Regions from separate parts of the Sus scrofa genome. Here all the other regions are linked to region 1. The links are chromatin contacts, called in public HiChIP or PLAC-seq maps. All regions are on one chromosome and are shown on one strand. Each heading gives the region's core, a stretch centred on a gene start, on an enhancer-like site or on the middle of the called end of the contact. The rest is flanking DNA. Distances are from core to core; before and after follow the strand shown.

Evidence for each region. HiChIP or PLAC-seq counts read pairs in DNA pulled down with a chosen protein or histone mark.
Region 2: a contact with region 1 is called in an H3K27ac HiChIP or PLAC-seq map of alveolar macrophages. The contact joins two enhancer-like sites. A contact is called at or near these places in 3 of 47 Hi-C or Micro-C datasets (embryonic fibroblasts, epiblast stem cells and fibroblasts) and 1 of 2 datasets of contacts at active chromatin or transcription factors (alveolar macrophages).
Region 3: an H3K27ac HiChIP or PLAC-seq map of alveolar macrophages shows a contact between it and region 1. The contact joins two enhancer-like sites. A contact is called at or near these places in 2 of 47 Hi-C or Micro-C datasets (embryonic fibroblasts and fibroblasts) and 1 of 2 datasets of contacts at active chromatin or transcription factors (alveolar macrophages).

Annotation. Positions count from the first base shown.
Region 1 is chr8:29,844,860-29,847,600 of Sscrofa11.1, forward strand. The region is part of intron 2 of LOC100510918 (a long non-coding RNA gene); the gene reads right to left. Among named protein-coding and RNA genes, the nearest start is that of KLF3, 180 kb to the right of the region's middle. Within about 2 kb of position 1,317, at least 2 of the 83 cell types and tissues checked have an H3K27ac peak or open chromatin away from gene starts, as enhancers often do. A contact at or near this core is called in alveolar macrophages, where this site is marked.
Region 2 is chr8:29,619,759-29,622,499 of Sscrofa11.1, forward strand. It overlaps LOC106504619 (a long non-coding RNA gene), which reads right to left. Exons shown (of 3, transcript XR_001298249.2): 1 at 1,434-2,741. Among named protein-coding and RNA genes, the nearest start is that of MIR9840, 72 kb to the left of the region's middle. Within about 2 kb of position 1,328, at least 18 of the 83 cell types and tissues checked have an H3K27ac peak or open chromatin away from gene starts, as enhancers often do. A contact at or near this core is called in alveolar macrophages, where this site is marked.
Region 3 is chr8:29,638,458-29,641,198 of Sscrofa11.1, forward strand. No RefSeq gene overlaps it. Among named protein-coding and RNA genes, the nearest start is that of MIR9840, 91 kb to the left of the region's middle. Within about 2 kb of position 1,389, at least 41 of the 83 cell types and tissues checked have an H3K27ac peak or open chromatin away from gene starts, as enhancers often do. A contact at or near this core is called in alveolar macrophages, where this site is marked.

The DNA.
Region 1 (2,741 bases), core at 67-2,566:
AAGTCTTTCCTTTGCTTTACTTCTGCAAAAGACTTCCAGAATTTTTTAATTTTTCTTTTTATGGCCGCACCTGTGGCAAATGGAAGTTCCTGAGCCAGGGGTGGAATCAGAGCTGCAGCTGATGTCACAGCCATGGCAACAACGGATCTGTGATCTACACTGCAGGTTGTAGCAACACCAAATCCTTAACCCACTGAGTGAGGCCAGGGATCGAACCTGCATCCTCACAGAGACAAAATTGGGTCCTTAACCTGCTGTGCCACAACAGGAACTCCAGGAAATATTTGTTTTAATATGTAAAGATACCGGTGTTCTCAGGAATATATTCCACCCTACAGAGAAAAATAAGAGCAGGGAAACTTTGCCCAAACAAGAGTTTTGGAAGACGAGCCACAAATATCAGTACAGAGAGGGGAATAAAAGGGTTTTTAAAGCAGCACATTTAATCATATTAATTATTGCACATAATAGGCAGCAATGCCCAAGCTGGCTTCTCACTAAGGTTCGCCTCTTTACCCTAAAGTAATTAAACCGCTGCCGACATCTCACATCATGTGAATCGCTTCTACCTGGAATAGCTCTTAAAGCTGTAATCATGCCCCATTTGAAAGCTTGACTTCATGAATATGATTGAGAGCTTGTTGAATGAGGCAAAATTTGTCTAAGCTTCCTAGGGAGGAAAGGAAGGGACCAGCTGCTGATGGCAGACATCAATCACTGGGTTACAAGCTTGAGTCCTTTCCGCCGACTTTCAGAAATCCAATACGGAATGAGTCCCTTATGGATTCTTGGACTATTCTTGGACACATCATTAAGAGTGATTCCCATTGATTTCCTGCTCCCTTTACTCTTCGTTAAAGTTCAACTCCAGAAGTCTGTACTCTATCTGAAATGTTGTTCAAAAGGCACAAACACACAAAGGGTGGGGGGGTGGGGAGCAGGGACATCTGCTCAGACTCTAAATTTCTTTTCTCTATAGATTTTCCTTGCCCTCTAAAATATCCAATTGCCCTTTTTGCACACACTTTCCTCTTAAGTAATGTGGTTTTTACCTTAATGAAATGATTTCAAGTGACATAAAAGCAGAGGTCTATGTTTTCTCTAGTTTTTTAAAAGTCACCTTGGAATCAGAAAATCCGTGTGTCCCTCTCGCATGGATCGTGCCTATTTCGGAGCAGGCTACCAGCAAAAGGAAGTGAGATTTGCCAATACAGTGGCTACTCTGCTGACATGATGAGTCTTCACCATAGGCCTCTGAGAACCCCAGAGGGATCCTCCGGGGCTGGTACCAGCCTTCCCACATCCTCTTCCTAGGACATTGGTCACTTCTGTTCCTTCTAAGTCAGTCACTGTGTTTGTACCATGAGACCCTACTTCCCTAAGCCTCCCAGACTGGACCCAGTCTCAGTGCCTCAGCCATAGGCAACCAGAAGTAGATTCAGTATCAGGAAGACTTGAGGCCTCTGAAGAAATTCTGGACTGAAAACTCTTACCAATAGTGGTGTTCATGTTAGATGCTGACCAACCCAACCAGAGCCTGACTCCTTATGTTGTGAGGGAAGAAAAAAAAAATCCTAAGGCACATTAAGCAGAGGGACAGAATTAATAGTATCCATGACATGAACAGGAATAACCCACCTACAGAGAAACGGAAACAAATAGAAGCTGAATTAAAGAATGTGAGAGTCCCTGGAATCAAGAGCAGTGGCTGTTGTGACATCATTACCTGTATACATATACGCATATACATATAATGTTGTTTGACAAATGCTTCAAAATGCCTCAGTGCTCCCAGAGTGTTTTTCTAGTAAGGTGTGTGTGTGTGTGTGTGTGTGTGTGTGTTGTAGTAGCAGAAGGGGTTGGAGGTGCCCTTTACAGACTAAGAATATGAAGTGATTTCTTTGGACCTGATACTTTTTCTGGTTGGCTTTCTATAACCATTGGACAAACATAACTTCAAAGAACTTGAGTGAACTACTTGCCTTTAATTTAATTTCTGTTCGGTTCCACTGGCCTTTTGGCATAATCCTAAAGAAATCATGTCAAACCATCAGAAAATGTGGAGGGACAGCCAGGCAGAAAAGTCCTGTGCATAAATCTCAATTGTAAATCTATGAAGGGCAGTCCTAAGGCATCTGAGGCCTAAACTGGTATTATGGGTTGAATTGTGTCCCTCCCAAAATTCCTATGTTGAAGCCCTAATTCCTGATATCTCAGAATGTGACTGTATTTAGAGATAGAGCTTTAAAAAGGTGACTAAGTTAAAATGAGGCCATTCGTATGGACCTTAATCTAATCTGACGGTTGTCTTTATAAAAAGATGAAATTTGAAAACACAAAGAGATGCTCGGGACATACACAGGAAGAAAGACCATGTGAGGACACAGTGAGAAGGAGGCCACCTACGAGCCAAGGAGAGAGAGTTCTCAGGAGCAACTAAACACGATGACCTCTTTATCTTGGACTTCCAGCCTTCAGAACTCAGAAATGCATTTCTGTTGCTTAAGCCATTCAATCTGTGCCACCCTAGCAGACTAATACAGGTGGCATACAGGAAAATTCACTCTATAAGGAGTTGGGAGCTCCAAGCTCCAGCTGTAGTGAACTGATGTTTTCACCCACATGAGAGCAGGATGGCAAAGGGAGGACATTTGCACTTGAGCACCTACCATGTGCAGGCAGGGAGCTAGATAATCTATACACTCTCATCTCATCTGCACAACAAGCTGGTGAAGTGACTT
Region 2 (2,741 bases), core at 78-2,577, 230 kb before region 1:
TCCATGGATTTTTTTTTTTTTTTTTGGTTTGTTTTTTAGGGCTGCCCCTGTGACATATGGGAAGCTCCCAGGCTAGGGGTAGAATCTGAGCTGTAGCCTACACCACAGCTCACAGCAACTCCAGATCCTTCAACCCACTGAGCGAGGCCAGGAATCGAACCTGCATCCTCATGGATACTAGTTGTGTTCATTACCAATGAGCCACAGTGGGAACTCCTCTTGGTCAGGTTCTTAACACGCTGAGCCACAAGGAGAGCCCCTGATCTTCTAGGGATTCCGATGTGCTATATATAAGGTCTCTGAATACTCCCCAGCCCCTTTGTTTCTTAAGATGCCTTGCAAACCAAATCGCAGGAGGAGATGTTGCTGATCATGCTTGTCTTCCCAGATAGGCCTGAAAAGTATTTGGTGAATTTCCAAATGGCCGTTTGGGAGCAGCGGAGAGAAATTCTACAATTAAGGCCAGTATTCTTCAGTTTGAAATACGGAGACTGGAGTAATTGGAGAAGGTGATAGTGACTGTTTCTGAAACGATTATTAGGATCGACTATTTGGCACCGAAAATGCTGGAGAGAAGGCTGGATCCCTGGCTAAATATGGTGCCAACACCTCGTTTTACAAGGGCTGATGCGTTTTTCTCATCCACCAAGAATGTTCATTGGCAGGTTTTTCTCTGGCCCTCGCAGCGCAGTTACGGTGGTGTGGCCTCTTGACATGCAATGATTCTGGGTCACTTTCTCAAGCTTGAACTTGTGGATGTGGCAGTGGCTGTTTCCAGACAGAAAACACTGGAATCCTGGAAAGAGGTGAAAAAACTACCAACCACGATTTCGCACTTGGATCCAACTGACTTAGGAAAGCAAGCCCTGAGGGTTTTCCACGTGCATGAGAGACCCAGGCGCTCTGTCCCACCCTCTGAGGGCTCGCCTCTGAAGAGGGCTCTTGCTTTGTCTACATGGTATCAGAAAACATTCCTGCTGTGTTTTATGCTTTTTTGGTCTTTATACCAAGAGAAGAATGATTTTGAGACTCCAGTTGCATACGCCACCTTTAAGGGTATAATTTCTGTTGGCGTCGTGAGTGCTTTTCTTCCCCATCTTTGCTGAACCCATTGGGGGGAGAAAAAAGACAGAGGAGAAGGCAGATGGAGCCCCAAATCTCATCTTTCTGCCTGTTAAAGCTGACAGCAGAAAAAGCAGACTAGATCTGTGGGCAAATGGACTGCGGATCTGGGGCCAAATATTGGCAGGGCTGCCCTTCTGGCTACCGCTGTCCTCTGCACAGGGCAGGGGTGGAGTGAAGCTTTACTGCTCTGCTTCCTGTTGGGTCGAGAGCCATATAGGGCATTTCTCCTCTGCTGTTTGGAAGAGAGGAAGAGGAAGAGGAGGCACGAGGGGCCAGGCCGGGCATGCCCAGTCTCCCCAGAGACTCACCCATCAGGGCAGCGCCTCCACCATCCAGGAAGGGGTGAGTGGGGGCTGCCGGAGGGCCACTGTGTTCACGGGCACACAACACAGCAACGGGAGCATCTTCATTGGAAGAAGACTCTCTCCAACAGTCTGAAATGCTCTCAGTCGGCGTTTCCTACTCATCAGCTTTAGTTTCTATTCCTGTCCCCACTCCCCGCCCTTGAACCCTCTAATGTGAGCAAGAAAGAAAAACCACCCAGTGTGAAAAGAACCCTGGATTGGGTGTTGGGAGACCTGGTCCTGGTTGAGGCTGGCAGGTGAGGCACAAGGGCTCTGAGGGTCTTGTCTTCCTGGAGGCTCTGTTCACCTGCTGCCTGAGGTGGGGACGTGCACGCCTTGCTCAGCGAGCCCAAGGACCCCAATGCTCCGGGTCCCCGCTTTTCCCGCTGGGGACCTCGCCTCTTCTCTCTTCTCACCCTGGTTCCTTCCGTAGTCTTTTAGACGGCAGTAGGTCTTTCCCACATAAACACCCTCTCCAGCAACTTCCCAGTCTCTGTACCTTCTTCTTTGTAAGACAACATGTTTAAACATTGTTGGACGGTCCCAGCTCTGGGCTCAGCCACCCTTCAGAGCAGCCTGGCCTCTGGCTTCTGGCCATGCGATGCCCCCACGTGACTCTCACTCAAGTGGCCAATGGCCTTCATGCGGCTCAACCCAGCGGACACTTCCGTTCTCTTTGTACTTGATTTCTCAGCATTAATCAACACTGCTGACCATTCCCTGCTTTTCAGAAATCTCATTTCCCTTTGTTTTCCTGACACCACACTTTCTTGGTTATTTGCCTTTGAAGGCTCTTTTTCTTCAAGTCAGCTGGGTTGTGGTGTTCTGCAATCCCTAGATGTTCTCTAGTTTTCACTCTGTTCTTCCTCAGTGGAAGAAAGTTAGACCATTTATTTATTCATTCAATACATTTTGTTGTTGTTTTGTGGTTGTTTTTAGGGCTGCACCTGCAGCATTTGGAAGTTCCCAGGCTAGGAGTCGAATTGGAGCTACAGCTGCTGGTCTACACCACAGCCACAGCAATGCCAGATCCAAGGTGAATCTGCGAGCCACACCACAGACCACGGTCACCCACAGAGCAGGGCCAGGGGGTCAAACCTGCGTCCTCATGGATACTAGTCAGGTGTGTTTCCGCTGACCCACAATAGGAACTCCTGCAATATATTTTAATGAGCAACTATTATGTGGTAAGCACCATTGTAGGCATGGAGAATTCAACAGTGGAAAAAATAACAAAAAATCTCAAATTCCCTGCTCTGATGGGGCTTAGGG
Region 3 (2,741 bases), core at 139-2,638, 210 kb before region 1:
GGGGCAGAAACCAAGTAGGAAGAGCCTGCTTAGCTGGTAAGGAGAGCGAAGGATGCTCGGAACACTTAGAGGCTCATACTTCCTCTCGTGCACAGCATGGAAGCCTGCAACGCAGCGCAGCGAAGGTGCAGGGGGCAGGGACGACGGAGGCCTGGTGCTGAGGAACCACTTCCCAAAGACAAAAGGCCTGATGTGAGTTTCGAAGGAAGACTAGGAGTTTACAGAGAGGCCAAGGAGAAAGGGATTTCCATCCAGAGGGAGCTGCATGGGTGATGTCCCCTCACATAAGACAAGAGAAGGTCAAATCCCTCAGTGGACCATGTGTGTCAGGCATCTGCTCTATTCTCTAGCTCCTGACCTCAGGCCTTCCAGCAGGGTAGGTGATCTCCAGCGAGGGGGCAGGATCCCTTCCTTTTCAGCGATTTATATTGAAATCCTAGGGTCCCACCAGGACTTGGATGAAGGCTGTTAACAGCTGGTAGGGCCAGGCAGACAAATGCCCCTTCTTTCTGGGGAAGAGAATGCAAATGCACCCGCTGAGCTGGGGCTGGGAGGTAAATGGACTCGCTCCTGCCCGGGCAGGTCTGGGCTGAGCTGGGCAGGGCTGGGCAGGGCTGGGCAGGGCTGGGCTGGCTTTGCCCAGACCAACTTTGGTCCTCTTAGCAATGAGGTGGAAAGCCTGATTGTAAACAGGGCTTTCTCTGAAAGCCCATTCAGCTCTCTCTGAATTCCATCCCCTAAGCCTGAAGAGGTTTATTCTCCAATTGCCGTTCAGCCAGGGCTCCTTGTCCTCATGTCCTCGCTCCCTCTGCCTCTTAGCTCACACACATATTCATGCTCCTGGGATTTTAAACATCATGCTGTGCCGGAATTGGGTTTGGAGCTGTGATTTATAGGAATGCTGTTGCTGGGGCGAATGTAGTGCCAAGAATTCTACAAAGCAATCCCGGGAGGCAGAGCATGGGTCCCTGGACCAGCAACATCAGCATCACCTGGAAACTTCTTAGAAACACATGTCCATGAGCCCCTTCCCAGACCGAGGTACCCACGGGTAGTGCTACAGGACACAGCATTTTGTGTTGCCAGCACGCTCAGTTGAGCTAGAGAGCTGCTTCAGGTCATGGTTTAACCTCTGATGAGTAGAACCTAGGCCCCAGGTTGGTGGGGGTTCAAGGCATGGAATCCATTGTTTACCTAAGGGCCTCTTCTCCAAAGGGCCACAAAAGCCCTGTCTGTCCTCTTCTGGGAGTGGTGTCAGCTTGACAAAATGCCAGATGTGTTGCATCAGAGGCAGAATTCAGGCAAATGACCCTTGGCGCTCCGAGGGTGGAGGCTGGGAAGGAGTTGAGGCCTCAACCAGGAAGTAAACAGGGCTCCCAGGGCGCTGGGGGGAGGGGAGCTGCAGTTCCCGTAGAAGGAACCCGCTCTCCCTCCAGTGCCAGCTCAGGACCGCCCCACTCCGTCCCTCAGCTTCTCAGAAGCTGCCCCGCCCCATTCTTTTCCAGCTCCCCCTTGGAGCTGAGCAGGAGGAAATAGACTGGAAGGGGAGCAGGAGACATTTGAATTCGCTCTAAGGGACTTTCTGAGGGCAAAGCCTGGAAAAGCTGTTCAGGGTGGGTCATACCGTCTTCCTTGGGTATCTTTCTCAGGAGACATGGAGTGAACTGGGCTCCATCCTGGGTGGTCCATGATTCAGCTCTGTGATCTCGGGAAAACTACTTAACCTTTCTGTGCCTTCATTATCTTGATCATAAATGGGGAGTCATAACAGAAAGATGCTTATAGATGTTTGGGAGGATTACATGAGATAATATATCCTGAGCAAGCGCTAGCTCTGGCTTTGGCCTGTCCTGGTCCACCACCCATGAGCTCTTAGCTATGGTCAATGGTCAATGCCTAGTGTGGTGCAGGCACTCAAGACATGCTTGCTGGATGGATGACCAACCACACCCCCTGTCCGGCGCAGCTGGAAGACCACCAGAAATATATCCCACTGCTATTTCAGATCCCCTTACATTCCAAATGATTCAATGACCGGGAGTGGTCCAGCTACCCGAGGCTTAATGAAATTCTCAGCAGGCGTTTTTCATGGTGGTTTCCTATTTCTGGAATATCTTCCCTTTTCTGGTCTATTGTCATCCAATAGACTGTTAGTGGGGGCATCAGAGGGACTTAAATTGCTCCCATGGACAGAGAGAGGAAACAATTAAAAAGAAATAGGAAGTGAGGCTCCTTGGGTAGAATTACACGGCTTAACACCAGGTTGCATTTCCTGACAAGACTCAGTTTAGAATTCTCTTAGCACAGAGAGTGATCCTGCCTGGCCCCTCCCTCCGTGCATTCCTAGTCCTGCTGGTGTGTGAAGGAGGCTCATTTCCTTGGTTGAGCTGCTCAGAGGAGGAGAGACTGGTGTTTTTGTTTGTTTTTTGCTTTTTAGGCTGAACCTGCGGCATATGGAGCTTCCCAGCCTAGGGGTCTAATCGGAGCTGCAGCCACTGGCCTACGCCACATCCACAGCCACTCCAGATCCAAGCCATGTCTGCAGCCTACACCACAGCTCACGGCAATGCCCGATCCTTAACTCGCTGAGCGAGACCAGCGATCAAACCCACGTCCTCATGGATTCTAGTGGAGTTTGTTACTGCTGAGCCAAGAAGGGAACTCCTGGGGATGGGAAATTTTGAAGAGGACTCTGGGGCTTGCCTGCAGAATCCTCCAGCCTGCCAGGGAACAGGACTGGG